2 separate regions of the Pan troglodytes genome follow, and region 1 is linked to region 2. Evidence: chromatin contacts called from public Hi-C data. All regions are on one chromosome and are shown on one strand. The core of a region is the stretch at or near the end of the contact, and the rest is flanking DNA. Distances in the headings are between cores, read along the strand shown.

The links. A called contact is a pair of places that touch in the nucleus more often than the background predicts.
Region 1: a Hi-C map of stem cell-derived neural progenitor cells shows a contact between it and region 2, with 7 times the contacts expected there. The contact joins two enhancer-like sites. A contact is called at or near these places in 4 of 7 Hi-C or Micro-C datasets (blood, induced pluripotent stem cells and stem cell-derived neural progenitor cells), 1 of 1 datasets of contacts at active chromatin or transcription factors (stem cell-derived excitatory neurons) and 1 of 1 other capture datasets (stem cell-derived neural stem cells).

What each region holds. Positions count from the first base shown.
Region 1 is chr6:31,656,108-31,661,370 of NHGRI_mPanTro3-v2.0_pri, forward strand. No RefSeq gene overlaps it. Among named protein-coding and RNA genes, the nearest start is that of MIR148A, 96 kb to the right of the region's middle. Within about 2 kb of position 3,329, at least 14 of the 24 cell types and tissues checked have an H3K27ac peak or open chromatin away from gene starts, as enhancers often do. A contact at or near this core is called in stem cell-derived neural progenitor cells and stem cell-derived neural stem cells, where this site is marked.
Region 2 is chr6:31,202,962-31,209,119 of NHGRI_mPanTro3-v2.0_pri, forward strand. The region is part of intron 3 of LOC134810525 (a long non-coding RNA gene); the gene reads right to left. Among named protein-coding and RNA genes, the nearest start is that of NPVF, 160 kb to the left of the region's middle. Within about 2 kb of position 3,055, at least 2 of the 24 cell types and tissues checked have an H3K27ac peak or open chromatin away from gene starts, as enhancers often do. A contact at or near this core is called in stem cell-derived neural progenitor cells and stem cell-derived neural stem cells, where this site is marked.

The sequences.
Region 1 (5,263 bases), core at 2,079-4,578, 450 kb after region 2:
TAAGGATCTGGTGCTGGGCTAGAAAATTCACCCACAGTTAGGATGTCAGAGGGAGATATAAGTAAACGTCGGCACCCAACTCATTAGTTTCTGGCTAAATAAAAGTCAACCGACAGAGCACAAAACAACAGATCCAATGAATCCACCTTCTTGTAAAATGAGGGCTAATGGCTGTATTCTGAAAGATTTTTTTAGGTAGACTTATTTTTAAAGGCCGGTTGCAATTTTAAAATGCATAATTATAGGGTAGAGTAATCAAAAGTGAGTGTGCAATTATTCTGCTTGTATAAATGGGAGAAGAAATCATGAAGTTTCCCAGCTAGAGAGCTGTCGACCTGTAAAATGTAAAAATGTACATCTAAAGCTGTGAAACTTCTTACTTGAGTACAGTATTTTCTTCTTTCCTCCCGTCTCCCTCTGCAAATACCGTAAGTTCTTATTCTGGCCTTGATGTGGGGACAGCACGAACCCTTCTCTTCCTGATAAACCCAAACAGAAAAGCAGATATAAAAGGAAAGGCAGATGAGAAGTGGAGGTCTACACTTTCCAGGGTTCCACCCTCAAATCCCCCGCCGAGGTTGGCAAAACAAAGATTCTGCCCCCTACTACAGTGACTTGTGAGTGGAAAGAAGGTCTTGCCTATCTGTCATAGGGACCCCAAAATGAATTCCTAAAAAAGCAACGCTGCTCTAATAGCAACTGGATCGGAAAGCAGAGATGCAACCTCGGCCCTGTGGCTCCGGCCAGGCTCTGCTCCAGTGAGACCACACGCTGGGAAACTGAGTTTCCCCCTCGATTTCAGTTTAATCCCTAAAAAGTTCGCCCGGCCCTGCAAACAACACGCTCAGAAACGCAGCGGCCTCTTACTCTTACCTTTTTAAAGCGTGCTTAAGGTGAGCACTTCGCTTAAGGAAATATTTTTGCAAACACTTTCACTGGATGAATATTTTACTCGCAAACTTTCCTGGGCAAAATCTCCGGAGGAAGTTTCACATTAAAGCAACAACCAACAAAGCTTATTTTTGTAATATGTGGCTAACAGTGCCAGTATGTTCTCACTTCATTTAGTTATAAAATATAAAAGTGTTTGGTTTTCAATTTTTCTAAATTACTTGCAGGGTACAAGGTGGGGGTGGAGATGGTGAGAAGGGGATCCTTATGCCATCTGGCGGTGCCATGTGGAACTTCGCTGAAGAAGCTAAATTTACTGACCATCTGTGCCTAGAGCGGGTTTCTCCAGGGAAAGGCTCTGTAAATCTCGTCCTTTTGAAATCTAGGGGAAAACAGCCTCCTTCACTGAGGATTAATTTAAAGAAAGGGGGAAATAGGGAAATTCCGTGCGTTGGAAGTCCATTTAGATTTCTACATGAACCATCATGTATGTGCGCTACATAATTCTTATTTTTTTATTTTTAAAAAAGGGATAATTTATATTCCAGTGACAAGTTTGGGAAAGGCCAAGGCAAGCAATTGAGTTGAACATTATGTAGCGTTTATTTAGACCTTGCAGACGTCTGTGCAATATCCACCACTGAACACGTGAGGTCGTACTCAAGTCTCTCTGGCCCCTGGTAATGTGACTCCCTTCCTTTATTTGCATGAATCGCCTGGATTGGGTGTCAGGTTTTTAAAACGTCAAGGTTTACGACAAATTGTTGTCAACCAATCAGCATCCTACTTTGACGTGATTGGCTTCTACTGTAGATGTCAATCATCGAAAATTTGCATACTACTCCTCAGGCCGCCGGGAGCCTGTCAGTCGGCTGTGGCAGCTGGAAGAGAAGGAATCGGACGGAGAAGAATGAAAAGTCACTTTGCTTTCGCAAAGCGAAAGAAAAGTATTCTTTTCCTCATTATTTTTAAATAAATTTGATTGTATATTTACCTAATAAAATAAACATTCAATTAAACAAAAATAAGCAACTATCAAAGATTTGTTTACTAATTTTCGTAATGTTTGCTGTTTCAATAAGTAGCCAAAGGAATATTAAAACACAAAAATATGAATGCTGATAATTTTATGTCATAAATGACCATTTTAAAACTAAAAGTGAACATGGGGCTTCTAAATAAAATTACCGTGGTAGCGTAAAAACACTGCTTTCAATACTTGGGCATGCTGAAAGTGCTGCATCCTAAGATAAAAAATACACCAAGGGGGGGATTTCAAAGAACATTATTTTGCTTTTAATAATCCTGTATTTCTGTCACTTTGCCCTTTTTATTTATTTACCGTGAACTCACAGACAGAATATTACTTGGAGTTTCTGCAATACTTGTGTTTGTACATTTCTCATCTTACACGTATCCACACACCCCAAAATAAAAAAACAAAGAAGAGGATCTCAGGGACTGAGAAGTCATTACCGGTTTTAAAATTCAGAATTCGTAAAACCGAAGCTCTAATTTGTCAGTTACAAAATTCTTCTAGAACCACTGTAATTTAGAATATGTGCAGAACTATAAGATGTTTATTATTTCCTTAAAATATATGTGAGTACAAACCAAAAGTTAACAGCTTATAATAGGAAAGCACTCTCCAGCCTTCTGCCCACCTCCATCACGCCGCGGAAACTTGTCTGAAAGGAGAATTTGGATGCAACAGGGCAACGGAGCGACGTTTCTCCTCTGCACTAAGCCAGCCCTCGCCTCTGAAGAATTTTGTACCAGGCGTTCACTAGCACCGAGATGAACTGGAATTATTTCCACAGCATTAACCGAGTTAGGAAGTTTTTTTCAAACTTTGCATTTAACGGATTTTTTCCATCGGCATTTTATCTTTGCCACCATCGTTTTACTGGTTGCTGCATCTTTCTAGTTTTCTTTCCTTTTCTTTTTTTCTTGCTCTTATCCTACCTTTGTTTGCTTTCTCTCTCTCTCTTTTTTTTTCTCCCAGTTAAGGATTGTCACAGTGTGCCGGGTGTCTTTGTAAGTTCGTCCCTCGTCTTCATGATTACAAGAGGCTGATATATGTGTACCTGTGCCTACAGGGGAACTGAACAGGGCTAAGTGAGTGCTGAGAGGAGGTGGGGGAGAGATGTGTGCTGCAGATGAAGGTACGGCTGGGATGTGAAGCTAATTTAGTGTGTGCTTTACAAGGAATGCACAAATCAACACAGCGCTCAAATTAAATCTCTTCTTGAGGGGCTTAAGTATCTTCTTCAGGAAGAGTAAAGCATATCTTCTAGTTCTACTTCCTCCCCGGTTAGCCAGCTGCTGGAGAGCCCCCTCAGTAAATTCCTTCCAGATCGACTTCAGTGTGGGTGAGAGCGCAGTCTGTGACCACCAGCGCTTCTGACTCAGCGGAAAACGCCGGCAAAGAGGACTACACCTCACCGCGGCCGGCAAAAGCGGCCTCAGCTCCAGCACTCACAGCCACCACTTTCACCGTCGCCCCGCCACCACCACCTTCGCTGCCTCAACCCTGAGACACACAGACACACACACACACACACACACACACAAACACCTCTCCCTGCTGTCAATCATACATGCGCGCCATAGGGCGCATGCGCGCTGGTGGACTCCGGCCCCCACCGATCCTACGCCCTGTCTCTGCGACTGGGTCCAGACGGACCAATAAGAGAGCGGATTCGGGGGCGGGCCACAAGGAAGTAGCCAATGAGAGCGCGGTTGGAAGCCAGGGCTAGAGAGGAGTAAATCCATCTGTCGTCCGCGTTCTGCCGCCCCCGCGATGATTTATGCGTCCTTTTTATTATTTGTAACACTTTGGGAAGTTATTAAAAGGAAGATCTACCGCTTCCTCCTTTTGGGTGAAACTGGATGGCAATGTTTGTCACTGGCCCTTAATAGGGAAGAGTGTGGCGAGGTGGAGGGCCGTTGGACGCTGGGTTTGTTTGTGTGGGTCCTGTTTTTTATTACAAGACACATTATCCTTTTAATTACAAGCTGTAGACAGGGCCAACTTCGAAGGTCTTCGTGGCGGAGTGATCTTGGATCATTCAGGGAGCTGAAACCCGATGACTTCTGACTTTCGCGTCCGTACTCTTGGCGTTGGGAGGAGCCTCTCAGGAAGGTGTTGCAACCTTTGGTTGTACCAGAAGGAAATAAGCAAACTCCCATCACCCCCACCCCCATTCCCCGCCTTAACACGGAGTAAACTTTGGCCTTTTTCCGCTTGGATGCTCATTAAGAGTTAGTTGACTTTGTAGCGGATGCAATAAAATTTGGATGGTTTCAGGCCCCCAAACAATCCTGGTTTCTGTTTTCCTCTCTCCCCAGGCACACCCCCAAGGAAATTGCCTTTTCAGCAGGCGCCTGCGGGAAAGAACCGCAGGAGACAGATTCCCTTTAGAGACCTGCATGGGGAGGAGGGAGATATGGAAATAAAGAGGGCCAAGGTAAGAGTACGGAGAGGCCATAGAGGACTTGCATGTTTGGGTGTGAGTTTTCTGGCCAACTAGGGGGAAAATCCACAAACCTGCGGTATCTGGTGGATGCGCTGAAAAATTAGCTCTCACCTGCAGTTACTCAACCCTCGTGCGCTTCTGCTCTGCCGGGAACGGCCAGTCTCCGAGGGCGGAATAAGTATGGGTATTGAAAGGCAAGTAGGAAACAGCCAAAGAAAAGAACGGATACAAATTTTCTACTCCCGACCTCCAAACCAAAATCGCACTTTCAAACGTAAAACGCAATTCCAAGAAGACTGGGATGTACGGAGTATGCGATGCCTCTGTTCAATAGGTCACTGTCAGGAACTTCAGTCTCTGGTGTTCAGATATTTGTATTTGAAATTAAGAAAATCAACGCAGGAGGGGTTGCTGGAGGATAAAGTGGGGTGACGAGAGACCGAAGGAGGGGGAGGAGGAGAGGGGTAGAAGGAACCAAGAACCATCTGATGGCAGAACAGGGCTGAAGGAAAACAAAACCGTGAACTTCAAAGCTCAGGCCTAATCCCCCTCAGGTTAATTTCTGCTTCCTAAAAAGTTTGATCAGGGTCATAAATCACTCGGTCCACCCTTGCCGGTCCTGCCTAGTTCCCCAAGGTTCTCTCCCCGCAGCCCGCTGCAGGGGCGCAGGGTGAGTCTCCAGCCCAAGACCGTCTGAGGCCTCCCGGGGCAGGAGGGCTCCCGGGGCTGGGTGGGCGCACGGATTCGCGAGAATCCGCGTGCGGGGGACGCGGGGAGGCGAGGGTCTAGGGAAGGTGCTGGGAGTGTTGCGGGCCAGACTGTGGAGAGATCCCGTGCAGATGCAGTTTCCATTCCGTCCGACCTCAAAAAAAAAACCTTCAAGTGTGTCTGGC
Region 2 (6,158 bases), core at 1,805-4,304:
TGGTTGATCTAGGATGAAGTCTCAATTAAACCTTTGGATTAAAAAAAAAAAGAATGGTAGGGAATCCTGAGATGACCGACAAAATCGCGCTGCGCTGGTAGGAACTCTCAAATACTCATGTTCTCTTCTGGCACTCTTGTTTGCCCCTTATTGTGTGTACTAAGGCACCATGTAAATCATGTACTCCTCATGGGGAGGGGGCAGGTATTTGTATGATCATTTTACAGAGGAGGAAAGTGAGAAGTTAAAACCACTGATCTGGGGTCACACAGCTAGTATGTAGTAGAGCAGGATTCTAATTTGGAGTCATCTCATACACAGCCCAGTCTGGGGCTTCCCCACCTGCCTCCAGGTGCCTCCTCTGTCATCCCAGAGATGCTGGGATGGTAAATAAATACGCATGAATAAGTCCTTACATGAGGGCTACTTGGGGGAAAAAGATTCTATGTAAGGATGTTACTACCATCTTACTGTATCTGTAATAAAACAATAAACTTGCTGTGATCTTCCTTTCAGTGTGGCCCAGGGGCTAAGCCCTTATGTTTGCTAATTTGGGGAATGGTTGTTCTCTACTAATTTAGGTCAGGGATTTAGCTTTCATTTCCCTGATTAATTTAAGTTGACTGTTTGGCAGGTCATCTTGGTTATAAAGTTGTGGATATTGACACGTATCTTACTTGTGGAGATTAATAACAAGTATCTATCTAGTCACTGCTCTGGGTACAACCATGTTTAGCATCTTGTACCTGCCCTTCAGGAGTTTGCAGCCAAGGAATAATCACCCCAACTAACACTTGTCAGATGTCAATGGGTGCTAGGCAAGAAAGAAGGAGAAAAGGTAGAACTTAAGCCTCCAAGAAAGGTGGGGCTTAAATAAACAAAGAGAAGTGGAATGTGCAAAGGAGAGGATATGAGGAAAAATATACAGAGACAGGAGGCAAGTATCGTGCTTAGGGTGCTGGAAATAGACCCAGTTAGTGTGGACAGAAGGTTTAGGTGAAGGCATGAGCTTAGAGGGGAGATGAGGCCAGACTGTAGGGGGTGGAGAGCCAGGTGAGGAGGTTGCTTCACTAAGGGGTTGGGAAGTGACTTTAAAGAGAAGCGTGGAAGCTTTCTTTCCAGGACAGGAGCCAGACCTGAAAGCCTCCTGAGTCCTTGCCAACCCCATGAATATTAATTCAGATGTTTGAAAAAGAGATTAAATACCTATCAGTTTTAATAATCTCTCCCATTATTGATCACTGCTATGTGCCAGGCACCGTGCGAAGCACCTTACAGACACTATTTCATTTTACCCTCCAGTTACCCTGTAAAGTAGATACTATTATTATCCTCATTTTACAGATGAGAAATTTTAATGTCATTGGACACAAACACCCATGCACTAAGCACATATGTGTCTAAGTTGCAAGTTTAAAGTGTTAGAATTCAGCTTCCCTTCATGTTACATCCTTCTGTATAAATGGTGATTCATTCATTCTTCAGATACCTGGAAAAACATCATCTCCAATGTAGACCAATGTGGAATGAATCTTTCCTTTCCCTGATGAGACAATACTACAGGGAATGGGTTAAGTGTTACATTGAAATCCTTAGGACAGTTAGGTAAATGGAACAAGTTTTTTGTTTGCTTTTTTTTCTCCCAAAATAAATGTGCGGTTGAGAAAGAGTTCACCTCTGTAAGAAAAAGAAACTTATGTCTACCATTCTGAAATTTTCCAGATGGTGGCACTACTTCATCAGTGATTCCACACCGTTTTCTAGTATTTTTCTATGAGTTTCGAAGAAAGTTCAAGAAATCTTAAGAGGCATATATTTTCTAACCTACGATTTTTATCAGGATCCATGGTTTTTCAATACTAGATTTCATTAAACAACACAAATCAGAACAAATGAAGAAGTTATAAAAATTAAACTCCTGTTTTTCAACAATATTTACCTCATTGTTCACAACTGCTGTGAACAAATTATTACAAATTAAAAACCTATCACAGCTGGGGGTGAATTTTCTTTTATATTGAATAGAATTCCATGTAGAATGAGATTATAATGCTGGAACATAAGAAACAATACCAACATCCTATAAATGAAAGCGGGAAGGATGCTAACTAACCCTCTAAGCCTAAGCTTAAAATAAGTTCTGATTTCTAACAATTAGATGAAAACTTTTCTTGTCACTTCTTGACAAAGTGAAAGCTTTCTCTTTAGGTATACAGCCACAAACTTCAAGAGATTTTTCTCTTTGATATTAGTCTTATCTTTTCCCTAGAAAACACTTTGAAGTGGTTATTTGAGTATTTGTTGTATGAGTGAAAGGACCTGATTTTGGTCCCTGCACGTATTTCCTGGCTAAATGGTTAATATTTTATGTTTTTGTATCCCTCCCTCTGAGGACCATCTCTCTTTTGTTTTATTAGCAATGCTAAAGCCTGCATCCCGTGACCCTGGAGAAGGGGAATTACATTATTTATTCTCTTGGAAGTAGCATTAAAATATTATTTCCCTCCCCAAACGATGTTTTCTAAACATTCTCTCTGATTACACAAAATTTTCAGTCTGTCCAGCTAAACCATATATTTTATGAGACATTTTCAAACAAGTGTGCTCAGGAACTCAAGTGTTCAGGGAGAAAATACAGCCCTCTGTGTAGCATCTAGAAGTGAAGTTGCCTCCTAATAAGTATACAGAGTGTGTAACTACAGCCTTGGGAGGTCTGTTCGTATTCATGGGAGTTAACAGCATAAATTCCAAGGGAATTCAGAGAACAGACAGTTAAAATAACACCAGTAAAGTCGCACTCACCGCAGCATGCTCAACACAGCCTGTTTAATGCGGTGTGATTTTTATTGGGTAATGTGATGTACGTTAAGCCAGAAAACAAAAACAACTAAATAGGCAAAACTTGGACTAATCCCTTTCAAAATGTTTAATGAGAAACAAAGCTGAGAAAAGCAATCTTCTGAATCGGGTAACAAAGAGATTTTGGGTAGGGTTTTCCCAGCCAGGCCCTAGCGGTCAGATAACGGCTATCCGTATTCCTGTTCCCAGAACTCCTCACCAGTGGCTCTGGCTGACTCTCTCTTCCTGTTCATTGTGATGGCAGCTCATGCTAGCGGGCCACTTGCTGCCTTTGCCAGAATTCCCCAGGGTCGCCCTGGGACAGAAGCAGTGTGCATTTCTTGGTGAAGGTTATCTTTATTTACCCATGTTGTGGGTCGGTGGGAGAAAACCCAATGCATTAACATGTCACGGGGCCATCAGCCCCTGTGTCTCGCTACTCTTGGGTTCTGCAGTGGATCTTGTTCAAATCAGAAGACCTCCAACCTCAAATCAGGCAAATTTTAAGTTCCACAGCTGCCAGGCTTTCAGTGGAAATGAGGGTGGCCTTGGGGCGCTATTTTGAAATCGCTGCCTAGAGCAGGAACAGAGAAATGCCTGCCCCACTTGTTTCATCAATTAAGCTGAGAAGTCCAAAGTCAGTCCAGGAGGACTGTGTGCATACTCTCCCTCTCTCTCACCTTCTCTGACTCCCCTTCATTAAATGTGACTGGGTAGCCTCAAATATTCCCTTTATTTTTCCAGTGAGTATGTGAAACTTTTCCACTGCTAATATTCTACATCAAAACCATTTATTTCAATGTCCTTTCTGGAATAATCTCTCAAGAGGCCTACCTCTCAGGGAGAACAGAAACTTAGAACATTGAGACTTGAACAAAAAATACACATGACTAACTTTATTTATTTAATGAGATCTCATTTATTAATGAAAAAGCTTCTAATAGATATATATTTGTAGATACTTGGTTAGAAGTAAAATAGCACCTTATATTCTAGATTGTTTTCCTTTTAGAAAAGTACTTTCTAGTGGACAGAAAAATATTTACTTTTCTAATATCCAGTTGATGGATGTTAGCAGTAAGTAGGAAAAAGTAATCATTAATAACTCCACTGTGAATGGTTAAGTGCGGTAGATGCTTTTATCTTAACTGTATTGAATGGAATTTACAATTAGGTTAATATTTTGCTCTTTTAACAGGAATTATAATAACCTAGTATAATTGTTTAATATGACTATCTAAAAATGCAACAATGAAATAACTACTTGTTACTGAAGGTATCTCTGGTCCCAAAGCATAAAGTTAGCGAAATCTCAATCCCTCTCTCTCTGTTGCCCTCCCTTCAAGTTTACATCAGATGTCTTAACTGCTGTTACGTTTTTCTGTCCCAGCTTTCACTAAATAACCAAGGGTGGTCATCAAACAATAAATTCTCTTTGATATTCTTTCCAATTTCCTTCAAGATGCAGTGCAGCTTGCCCCTGAGAAATTTAAAATGTTTTTGTTTGTTGTGGCTTAAATTACCTCCTGACTTTTCTTTCCTTGGGTCGTTGTTGTTGATAATAGTAAGAAAAAAATGAGACTCCCCTAAGAATATGCCACTTTAAAATATATTTTCACCACCTTAATTCCCTTTTGAAATAATGTTTCTGTTAGCGATTAAATAAGGAGTTTAAGAGTTGGTGTCATGGTGTCTATAAATAAACTTGAGATCATGCATTTATAAAGAGTCATATTTTTATAATCTCATCTCCACTAAACAAAACAGTATTTTCTGGCACCTGTACACTCAATGTTTCATGTAGTTCTTATTATGGAATTTCCTTTCTCATTTGAGATTGAAGATAATTACTGAATATGATAGAAACTTTATAGCCATTAAAAATAGAACAGAAAAATGTTACCAGACGGCAAGTTGTTCACAATAAATATGAAACAGAACTCCAGTCCAAGCTTACATTCTCTTGATTCTAAAAGGACATAGGTTTCTTTCCTCTGATTCTTTAAAACATTTTTTTAGGAGCTTAGGAAAATATCATCAAATCATTGCCTAAAGGTTAATTTAGTAGAAAATCTGTCTATATGTAATTCCTGTTTATATTTTAAATGGCTGAATATTAAAATTTTCTTATGGCTTAACAATTAAATGTAATTGTCATTTTGTAATCGGCTTTGGCAGTGCTATATTTAACTTTGGGCTGATTTAAGTAGAGGGAATGGCGCTTGGAAATATAATGGCAAAAACAATGTAACACCTCAAAAATTTCCCTTCATCAAGAACTTACTGACTTTTTCTTTATTGGGTGAGAAGGATGAAGTTGGAAATGAAATCAGCTCATGAGGTAGCTATGGGTGCTTTTTCCACCTAAGTCTGCTGTGGCTTTCAGAAATCCTGATCCCTTTTCCTTAGTTACCCCAAATGCTCAGATCTTAAAAAAAAAAAAAAAAGAATGATAGCACATGGTAAATCTGCAGAGATACTTTTAAATTTAAATCTGAACTAGAGCAGCTTTGATCTTCTCCAAATTCATCCTTTTGTAGTTCAGAAACAAGCTCTTACTTTTAAGATTATTTTTATTTTATTTTATGAGATTATAGTAGTTAATTTCAGAATTGCCAGATGAAAATAGGGCTCAACTTCTGGCCAAGTTTCTGAATGTAAATTGTATTCCTTTTCCCCAGAGTCAATGAGTCTATGGAGTTTCAAATTCATTGAAAATATGGGCAAAGCTCTTTTTTGCCAAACACAGCATTGCTTTTTTTAGCTGGCAGCTTTTGAGCATTTAGTTTATGCCAAAAGTTTACTGAGCAATTTACATGCATTATGTCATGTAATTCTCAAAAACTTTGAGTTAGAAACTAACAATATTCCCATTTTACAGACAAGGAAACTGAGACTCTGGCTAAGTAATGTGTTCAGTGGTACACAGCTAACAAAAAGCCAGAATTTGAACTCAGGTTTTGGGTAACATTTGCACCAAATGCTATTCTAAATGATTTACATGCATTTATCTCATTTATTCAATCACAACAATTCCTCAAGGTATTATTTTATTCCCATTTATCAGATAAGGAAACAGAAACATAGAAAGATGCTACATTTCCACTCTGCACTAAGGCATTATTTTTCAATGTGTATTCTGCAATAAAATAACTTTACACTTAAATATATTTAAGAATGCTGCTTATCCCAATCTTTTACTTTAGCTCATTTTTGAATAGTCACCAGTTTGCTAGTTGTTCTGAAAAGTCCTGTTATAACAATTCTGTTTAGCCCAGTGTTTCTCAAATTTGCGTATCGCAGAAACCCTTTCATGTATA